2 separate regions of the Mus musculus genome follow, and region 1 is linked to region 2. Evidence: chromatin contacts called from public HiChIP or PLAC-seq data. All regions are on one chromosome and are shown on one strand. Each heading gives the region's core, a stretch centred on a gene start, on an enhancer-like site or on the middle of the called end of the contact. The rest is flanking DNA. Distances are from core to core; before and after follow the strand shown.

The links. HiChIP or PLAC-seq counts read pairs in DNA pulled down with a chosen protein or histone mark.
Region 1: an HNF4G HiChIP or PLAC-seq map of pancreatic cancer cells shows a contact between it and region 2. The contact joins two enhancer-like sites. A contact is called at or near these places in 1 of 484 Hi-C or Micro-C datasets (cortical neurons) and 2 of 115 datasets of contacts at active chromatin or transcription factors (extraembryonic endoderm stem cells and pancreatic cancer cells).

The regions. Positions count from the first base shown.
Region 1 is chr11:54,933,957-54,939,058 of GRCm38.p6, forward strand. Tnip1 (TNFAIP3 interacting protein 1) reads right to left here. Exons shown (of 19, transcript NM_001199275.2): 5 at 3,991-4,109; 6 at 2,505-2,585; 7 at 33-224. Among named protein-coding and RNA genes, the nearest start is that of Tnip1, 26 kb to the right of the region's middle. Within about 2 kb of position 2,720, at least 149 of the 459 cell types and tissues checked have an H3K27ac peak or open chromatin away from gene starts, as enhancers often do. A contact at or near this core is called in pancreatic cancer cells, where this site is marked.
Region 2 is chr11:54,110,068-54,114,824 of GRCm38.p6, forward strand. It overlaps P4ha2 (procollagen-proline, 2-oxoglutarate 4-dioxygenase (proline 4-hydroxylase), alpha II polypeptide), which reads left to right. Exons shown (of 16, transcript NM_001136076.2): 3 at 142-247; 4 at 919-1,015; 5 at 1,356-1,507; 6 at 4,070-4,207. The coding sequence starts at 160. Among named protein-coding and RNA genes, the nearest start is that of P4ha2, 12 kb to the left of the region's middle. Within about 2 kb of position 3,039, at least 172 of the 459 cell types and tissues checked have an H3K27ac peak or open chromatin away from gene starts, as enhancers often do. A contact at or near this core is called in pancreatic cancer cells, where this site is marked.

The DNA of each region.
Region 1 (5,102 bases), core at 1,470-3,969, 820 kb after region 2:
AGGAGGCGCAGGGAGATTCTTGCTGGCCTCACCTGCAGGATGGAGGTGCGCTGCTCATTTTTATGCACTTTGGAGGCCAACCTGTTGAACTCGAGGGCCATGCGGCCCAGGTGGGTGAAGAGCTGGCTGTGGTCTGGCTCCTCTGCACACACGCTAAGGGTGGTCTCCAGGCGCTGCAGGTGGAGCTTCAGGTTGCTGTCCTCTGGGGGTGGGGGCCCCAGGTCCTGTGGGAGCAAGAGCATGATCTTCACCAAGCCTAAGGCGGCAATGCCGGCCGATTCTTCTATTGCTTCCCCATTCTTCATGACTCAGTTTCCCCTGTGGCCTCTGTTCAGCCCAGGGAAAATTTCCAGTTACACAGGTTCCCTATCTGGAGCTGACTCACAGGGCAGGACCTAGGACTTCCAGGCCACTGGCTGGCCTAACACCACCAAGGCCATCTTCCTCCTACGCTGAGTCTTACTGAGTGCCCGAGAGTAGTCAGTTCGCCCTCCCCCAGGCTGGGCATCCTTCAGCAGTATGTGTATGTATATCACTTCCGTCCTTCATTGCACAGCAAAACTGACAGGAGGGAAGGCAGAGAGGGTGTCTCTAACTGTAATGCACTGCTTCCTGAGCTCAGGGAGGCTCTCCTTAGGGGGCTGTGCCTGGGAGAGGACCAAACACCATGTTTCTAAGAATCACAGCTCTAATACTGCAGAGAACCCCAACCTAGTAAACGAAGAGAGAACAGCCTGGGCAGAGTAGTTCAGTACTGCTCTCTCCATTCCCTCTAGAACACTGCTACTGAAGCCACAGCCCTGGTCATACCCACAGCAGTCCTAAGGATCTCAGTGGGACCTTTCAATCCTGGCTCATAGACAGGCGTTAACTAGGCCTCCCAACCTTCTCCTGCCCAAGGCCCCCTGCAAGACCCCAGGGTTCTGTGGACCTCATTTCTATATATCCTGATCTACCCCAAATGTTCACACTCTTCATCACCTCCGGATCCCCTCCTCTAAAATAGTTCACAGACTCACCCAGCAGTTCCCCCCACCCACCCACCCACTTCCTACCCCCAACCACAACCCCCAAGTTCAGGCAAGGAATCACCCAGCAGATTCCTCCCAAACCCCAATACTTCAGGGAATCAGAGAGCAGAGCCACAGGGAGCTACGGTTCCCTCAGGCTGAGACAATGATGTATCCTGACAGAGAACTTGCTCATAGCAGCCCAGTCAGTACATGGCAGAGTGGCAGAGCCAGGCCTACAACTGGGATTTTCTCACTGTAACCCAGGGCTCTAGGACCTGCTAGTGAGCTCTGGGCAACTGAATGCTCGGCCTGTGTCCTATCAGCATCACATTCTAATTAAAAAAAAAAGCAGAATCAGTCTCCAATTGCACGTCCCTTTCCTACCACAAAGGACTAGGAGTGGCCAGGGCTGATCTCTGGAGGTGTATCAAGTGCTCAGGTTTCTCCAAGTAGCCTACAAGCTTCCAGCAGGAGTTGGTGTACTCCTGAGCTGGCGTAGACAGACTTTAATGGAAAAGGTAAGTTATCAGCCCATGACTGCGCGCTGAAACCTTTCTGAGCGAGGGAACCTCGCCTGCTCTCAGTCATGTCTCAGTCCTCAGGGACAGAACAGGACGAGATGCATATGGTCCCAGGAGACAAAACACAGAGCATCCTGACAGGGCGATCCTCTCAGCACTGAAGGTTAAATGCTGGTGTGAGATGGGGTGGTGTTTGCAGGTGAAGGGGAGGCCAAGTAGAGCTGGCATAGCAACAGTTTAATGGTCTATAGTGGGGCATGCTTCATGGTATGGACTTAGGAGAAGAGGCAAGAGGTTTGCCTCACACGAAAACAAAGCAAAACAGAACAGAATAAAGCAAACATTAAATAGGAGGGAGGGATGAGGAAAAGACAGGACTTTAAGGTCTCTGACAAATCTTGAAGATCTTTCACAGCAGCTCTCCAAGTCTGGCATTTTAAGAAAGAACAGAAGGACTGCACGGCTGGACTAAGGTTAAACACTGCAAGGTAGGAATGTGGATTTGAGCAGCCCCTCCGAAGCTGGAGAAACGCGTGCACCCCACTTGTGAACACAAAGTGTAACCTCCGGGCCATCTGCCCCTGGGAGGAGCCAAGGACAAGCACAAAAGGGTAAATCACTCCCACCCCTCCCATCAGCACCAGGCCGACCCTTTCCACACCTACAGACCCAAGAGGCTGAGTCACTGTAACTGACAGAAAGGTGATTGGTCCAGAGGCCAGTGGGGCTGGCAAGTGGCCCAGGCTTTCACAACAGTGGGGTGCCTGTGTGCCCCAAGCTGGGGAAGTCACCAGCGGGGGATTTGCATATGAGAGTAAGAAGCACCCCATGCTATAGCCCCTCTGTGTCCCCCATGTAACTACAGGGGACCCAAGGGATCTGAGTGTCGTGTCACGAAAGGGCAGGTGACAGACAGAGAGGAAAGAAAAGGATGTGCTGGAGGTGGGGGCGGGGATGCCTGTCTGCTCACCATCATGTTCGTAGGGTGGCTGCCAGTTTCGGGTGAATTCTGCTCCTCAGTAGGGACCACTTCAAAGTCCGAGGAGGCGCCCTAGGTAGAAGGAAGTTAGTAGCTGCCCATGATAAACGGACCCTGCCCCCAAGGAAGACAGAAGGGCAAACAGTGCAGAGTTCCTAGAGGCAATAGTCACACACTATTCATGAGATCACCCAAGAACCACAGGACTGCCATCACCCTCCTTGTGATCTGAGGTCATACCCCTCCATGGCCATTATTTATCAGTGAAACAGGGGTGTGGGTCGAGCCAACCTTGAAACAGTATTATTTATTTGCTCTCTCTCTCTCTCTCTCTCTCTCTCTCTCTGTGTGTGTGTGTGTGTGTGTGTGTGTGTGTGTGTGTGTGTGTGTGTGTGTGTGTGTTGGAACGGATGAGGAAACCAAGTTCACAGAGTCAACACACAAGCCAAGACTCTGCACAAGCTGGCAGATCCTGCCAAAGCAACCAAGCTATCTCCTGGGCTCAGGTGCCTCTTGTCACCCTGGCTGGCAGCAGCTACTACAGCCACCACCAAGGGAGGCCCTGCACCAGCCTCACCAACTCAACCCAAAGGTCATCCCAGGAGAGGACTGACCTGAGAACACTAAGGCCGCTCTGCAATGTGTCATCAACCAAGGCGCAGACTTCACTGGCTGTTCAATCAGCTGAGGAGCCCAGAGTTCATCTGAACCTGGCTCTAAGAGACCCTTAAATGTGGCGTGACTGGGGCTGGGGAGATGGCTCAGTGGGTGGAACATTCGCTACACCAGCAGGAAGACCTAACTTGGGATTTCCCAGCACCCATATAAACAGCACAGCTGGGCATCCCTAACTCACAGCTCAGCACGGGAGTGGACAGAGACAAGAGGATCCCTGGGGTACTGGCTTATCTGGAGATGGCAAGCTCTGGGTTCAGTGAAGAGATGTAAGGGATAAAGCAAGGAGCAGGAGACCTGATGCCCTCCTCTGTCCTCACCAGAACACACTCCACGCATATACCTCTTCCTTCATACCCCACCAAAAAACCCCCAAACCAAAAACACCCTCCTGACCTGCTTTCCCTGTCCTGGATGGGGTAGGACAGATGGGAGAAACCAGCCCAGCTGGCCACCAGTCAGAGCCACCATGACCCCATCTGTGGTCTCAGCTTGGAAAAGACCCACCTTCTGACCATCTGAAGGATCTGGCCCTATGATGCCAGGCTACACTTCTCCATTGAGCCTGCAGCACATGGTTTCTGAGCATCTTGGAAGTATGTGTCTGTGCCCAGTTAGTGAGCATGGTCACGTTAGATAGCTCAGGAAATGAGAGAAAACTCCTTGTTTGATCAGGACCTTCCTGGTCATGAGAACCATGACTTTCACCTCAAAATGGCAAGCTGTCCCATCCCAGCGCTCCAGACTGATGTGTGGCGGGAAGAGCTTTAGGTAACCAGTCACAGCTCCAAATGCAACTTACATTGGACGGAGATTTGGAGGCTGGCTCGGGCTTCTCCATGGAGTTTCCCGTGGTGGCGGTGGCGGTGGTGGTGGCGGCAGTGCTGGTAGCAGGATGTACCTGGACCTTTGTATCCTGTCCTGGAAAATCAAGACTGTGGCTAAAGAAACCTAGAAGGGAAGACGCCTGAACCCAGCCCCCAGGAAGATGGAAGCCCTCTGACTGAGTTCCCTCTTGATTTAGAGAAAAGGGAGGCTGTCCCTTTAAGACAAGAAGTCACGTGAAATGCCTGGCCTGGGTAATGGAGTCCAGAGCCTGGGCAGAGACCCCTTTGCAGACCTAGTTACTAGGAAAACTCCAAGGTGGTCATGGTTCTCTGCCTCAGGGATCTAGAAAGAATTTTCAGTTAACCAAGTGCTTTCTTTCGGGTTTTGAGAGAGGCTCATGTAACATATGTTGACCTCAAACTTGGCTTCACGCAGCTCAGAGGCTGGCCCCAAACTCAGTATGCAGCTAAGGATGACATTGGACTCCTTATCTTCTTGCTACCAACTCCCAACTCCAGGGTTACAGGCATGTGCCACCGTGCAGTTTACTCCGAGCAGCTGAATACATGCACACTAGTGAGCATTCTACCCACTGAGCCTTAACTCCCTACGGTGTTCTCATGGCAGCCTCGTAGCATTCCTGTTTTAAAGAAAGGAAACCAGGGTCTGGCAAGGTCATCAACTTGACTAGTCACTCTGCTAGCAACTGTAAAACCTGGACTCAATGCTGGGCGTGCAGCACTCGGGAGGCAGAGGCAGGCGGATTTCTGAGTTCGAGGCCAGCCTGGTCTACAGAGTGAGTTCCAGGACAGCTAGGGCTACACAGAGAAATCCTGTCTTGAGAAAAAAAAAAAACAACAAAAAACAAACAAAACAAAACAAAACAACAACAACAACAAAAATCCCTGGACTCAAATGCACTCATTTCCTTACTACTGGAGGTCACTGCTGCAGAATTATCTCCCCATGGCCCTGGGCAGTGGGTTCAAGAACGCGGCACTGACAACAGTACCACGGGCTCTGACACATCCACCTTTCTCATCTGTCCAGTAAGTACCATGACTCTCAGAAAGGATGCTCTCACAG
Region 2 (4,757 bases), core at 1,789-4,288:
TGTCTTCTCGCAGGGTCTTGGTATGCAGTTCAGGCGGCCTTGAACTTTGTCCCTCCTAACCCAGTCTGAGTTTCCAGGCATGCACCCCCCCCACGTCTTTCCACCGTGCCCACCTGATGACTGCTCCTGAATGCCTTGCAGGTACTGCCCTTTCCAGTTATGAAGCTCCAGGTGTTGGTGTTGGTGTTGCTGATGTCCTGGTTCGGTGTCCTGAGCTGGGTGCAGGCAGAATTCTTCACCTCCATTGGTATGTGGCAACAGAACTCTAGTCTACCTAAGCAGCCCTCAGCTAAGTGCAAGGGGCTGTTGCCTGAGGTTCGTTCAGGGTGGGATAGTTTAGTCAGTGATTTTGACCAGTCCAGGGAGAATGGAACTTACAAAGGCTCCCCCTATCCCTGACCCCTGCACCCCCAGGAGATCCTGATGAACATGCATCTTGGGAGGCAGCTTTCTGAATTGGACTCTCCTCTCTGGAAGTGCAGACTGCAAGTAGCTTTCAGGTCTTTTTCAGTCCTTGGCAAGAGGCCAGTCTATGCAATGAACATTCTCAGTTCCAAGGACCAGATTCTCTCCTTTTCAACTGAAGGTTAAGAGCTGATTTCCATGTGATGCGCCCTTAGATATCCATGCCCCTTTGACAGGACCAGCCGGCTGACAAGGGGACAAAGAGATTTAGAACTTCTCCTAAAGTCGTTCCCAGTGCACGTGCGCTTTGCCCAGGCATCTTCTTGACACATTGCTTCTATCTTCCTGAAGTCGGGGGTCACGGCGTGTGAATGAATAGGCCCCTTTAACTACCAGTCCCTGTGATTCCTCGTTTACTGGCATATACTGGGCAGGAGCACTCACTTCTGTACTGGTAATTTCCATAAGCCATTCCTCATCCATTTCTCACTGGCCCATGCTTCTCTCCTGTAGGGCACATGACCGATCTGATTTACGCAGAGAAGGACCTGGTACAGTCTCTGAAGGAGTACATCCTTGTGGAGGAAGCCAAGCTCGCCAAGATTAAGAGGTGTCCAATGTCCTAAGACCCCACACTAAGTCATCCCTGCTGCTCCTCTTCCCCAGCCCATCCAAGGTGTAAGAGGAAGTCATTGAGAGGTGACCTGGGGAGTTGACCTACAGTTAACTTATGCTGAGTATGGGGGGTTAGGAAGCTACGGTCTTTTATGCCTTCTTTTTAATTTACATGAGAGTTCCCAGCTCTTACCTAGATTAAGGGCTAGAAGTATCTAGGAAGTTACTATATTCATGTTTTATCATCTCTTGATGAAAGAGCCCTGGACCTCACGAGGGAAATGAGCACCCTGTGTGGGTGGGTGTGGCAGTCTCTTTTTCCTTTGGTTCCGCAGCTGGGCCAGCAAGATGGAAGCCCTGACCAGCAGATCAGCTGCCGACCCCGAGGGCTACCTGGCTCATCCTGTGAATGCCTACAAGCTGGTGAAGCGGTTGAACACAGACTGGCCTGCACTGGGGGACCTTGTCCTTCAGGATGCTTCGGCAGGTGAGGGACGGTGAACAGCCTGGAGCTGTCCTTGTTTTGTTTTAAAAGTATAGTAACAATCACTTCCTGTCCTTTTGTCATGTTTCCCAGTAGTAACATTTTCTAATTATACTTCAGTAATACATATTTTATAACAGACTTCAGGTACGTAAAATATCACATAAAATCACGATGTTTAATCCAATAACTCCATGATAAGCACCATTAAAACTATAATCTCGGGGAATGGAGAGATTGCACAGTGGTTAAGAGAGCTGGTTGCTCTTGCCGAGGATCCAGATTTGGCTCCCAGAACCTATATGTTGGCTCACAACCATCTGTATTTACAGTTCCCGGTAATATGACCTCTTCCTCTCACCCCTGGTGCAGACACACATGCAGGCAGAACTCTCATTCATACACAAAAAATAAACCTTTAAAATCATTTTTAAAAACTCTAACCTTGGGCTGGTGAGGTGGCCCAGTGGGTGAAGCCCTTATCATCCAAGTGTGAGAACTGAAGTTTGCATACCCACAAGCCATGTAGAGCCAGGCGAGTGCGTCTGGCATCATCCCAGCTCCAGGCAAGTGAGTCTGGCATCATCCCAGCCCTCAGGAGGCAGAGATGAGATTTCCCAGGCAAGCTGGCTAGCTAGACTCGCTGACCCATGAGCTCTGGGATCATGTGGGCGCTCCTGCCTCAGTAAATAAATAGAGGGTGATTGACGAAGACAAGTGACTTCAAATTTGAGCTTCCATATACATTCGCATGCATCCGTATGCACCCATCCACAAGAAAACACACGTACGCATACACGTTTATAAACGTTCATACACACCAAAAGAATCCGCTTATGTGTACAAACATGTTATTAAAAACTGGAGCTATGCATGGCCTAAAGGATTAAAACTCACTTGCTTTAAAGGATGAATGAATTAAAAATAAGCCAAGTGGGCGGAGGCAAGCTGGGTAACAGAGGCTTCATCTGAATATGTCCTACATGTGTCTCTTACGCACAACGCATGTCTGTGTGGAATTGACACAAACGTGCGCTCAGTCCTGCGTTTCCCAGGTTCTGTAGATGCAGCTTAAGTGTGCCTGTGCCGTGACTGTAATGACGGTATGGTCATCTCGTAGTGCACCTGGAGTTGTTTCCAATTTTTCAGCCCTCTTTTACATGCATTTTGGGTCTGCCTCTGATTATTTTTCTAAGCTAAATGACCTAGAAATGGTATTTACAGGGCAGAGCATAGATTTGTTTTTCTGGGGTAGTACCTTCTGCGAGTGAACACGTTCCTGTTACCCAGAGGAGAGGATATCGGTAATGGAAGGGTGGGCTGGAGGTGGGCCACGGGCTTCCCAGCCTCAGGCTGGGCCGGGCCTCTTCACTTCGCTGAGTGCTGATTAACTTCAGACTAGCTGTCTCTCTGGCTGAGACTGGTTACAGCCACGTGACCCGCCTGGGTTGGGGTTGGCTGGGGGCTGGGTAGTCTCTGGGGAGGGATTGGTGAGCTCAGAGCGGCTGGAGCTGTGCCTGTGAGCTCACAGCCTCCAGAAGCCACTGCCTTTCCCAGACCCCACCCCCCTTCACCCTCCCTTCCTGGGCTGGGCCTGCTGCACAGAACAGCTCAGAACAGGCTGTTCTGCCTGCTTTCTGGAGAGGTAGGCAAGGAAGCCCGCACAGATGCAGACAATAGATCTCCACGCTCCGACGTCTGATCTTGTCGTCCCCACTCCCTCCATTGCCATGTGGAAATGCTGTGATTACCTGGAAGGTGATTACACGTCCCGAGAGCAATCGCTTATTTTCATCTCTGATGTTGGCTGCTTGCCCCTGAGATAAGGGGGAACCCTGACAGTACCGTGTGGCTATTTCTAGGGGGTTTTCTTTTTTCCTGTATACTAAAGTCTTCCAAGTTTCTGACCACATATCTGTGAAGGAGACGATGTAGCAGCTCTTTGACACCCTGGCTTGGTGTGATGAGAGGGGATAGCAGGGGATGCTGCTACTCTTGGAAAGGGGCCAGGGATAGAATGTGTTGGAGCGCCCCTCCCAGTCCCCAGTTCTTAGGCAAATTCAAAGGCCTGAATCATTAGTATAGCAAGGCCTGGCTTCTACTTAGAGCCCTAAAATAACAGGAGCTGTGTCTCTGGCTTGGGACCAGGGCTTAGGGCCCTGGAAAAAGCCACCTGGGGCCGCTTCAGGGGTCAAATCTGTCTAGGCTCTGGGCTGTGGCCTTGGGTATTAGGAAGCTCATACCCTGCCTACTGAACTCTTATGTGCTAAGTTGTGTGCAGGGCTTTTTGGTTCCAAATGAACAGCACAGGGAGGGCTAAGAAAGTTCTGTAGAGGAGCCCCCAGATAGGACTTCACAAGGAAGGGGAGTGAGTTATTATTGTTGTTTCGACTATTATTTTGGTGTCGCACCCCGAATGTGTGCCAGACAGGTGTTTCATCACTGAGCCCCCAGCCTGCTGACAGCCTTTGAGGGAAGGCACAGGGAAATCTCATTAGCCAGAAACCTAGGTAGTGACTGTCCGCTGGGTCAAGAGTGACCTGTGTTCTCACTGTCATTTGGAAGGTTTTGTCGCTAACCTCTCAGTTCAGCGGCAATTCTTCCCCACTGATGAGGACGAGTCTGGAGCTGCCAGAGCCCTGATGAGACTTCAGGACACGTACAAACTGGATCCGGACACGATTTCCAGAGGGGAACTTCCAGGTAACACACCTCCATTTGCTTCTGTCTCCCCGCTGTCTGGACAGGTCAGACTGCTTAGATGCGACTCACTGTTGCTGTTGGTGCTGATCTTTTGGGTTTCCATTCGGTGCCAGTCTCCCATGCGTCAACCCCTACCCCAATGTCTTGATTCAGATATTAGCCAGGAACTCCCCCCAGTGTAGTAGAGAATTGAGGTCGTAGCTCAGGAAACTCCCTGCGTGCGCAGCTCACTCCCAGAGGAATGTCCATCTGCTGGTGGACCTGCTTCCATCCCTGAGCCTCTCAGTGCTTTCTGTCCAGGGCTGATGTGTAGGCTCACTGCTCATTCCCCATTGACATCTTAGTCTCCTCCCTTTCATCCAACCCGTACTTCTCTGGGCTCTCTCCTTGAGTTCATATACATCCCCCTTCAGCCCCCCATTTCTTGTTTATGTCCCCCTTTTCCTGATCTCTGTCATCTGACTTTTTATGACCTCAGTTTTTGCCCATCTCTTGTATTTCTACTCTAGATCTAATGTTCTCTTGAGCCCATGACTTCTCTTCTTCCTGC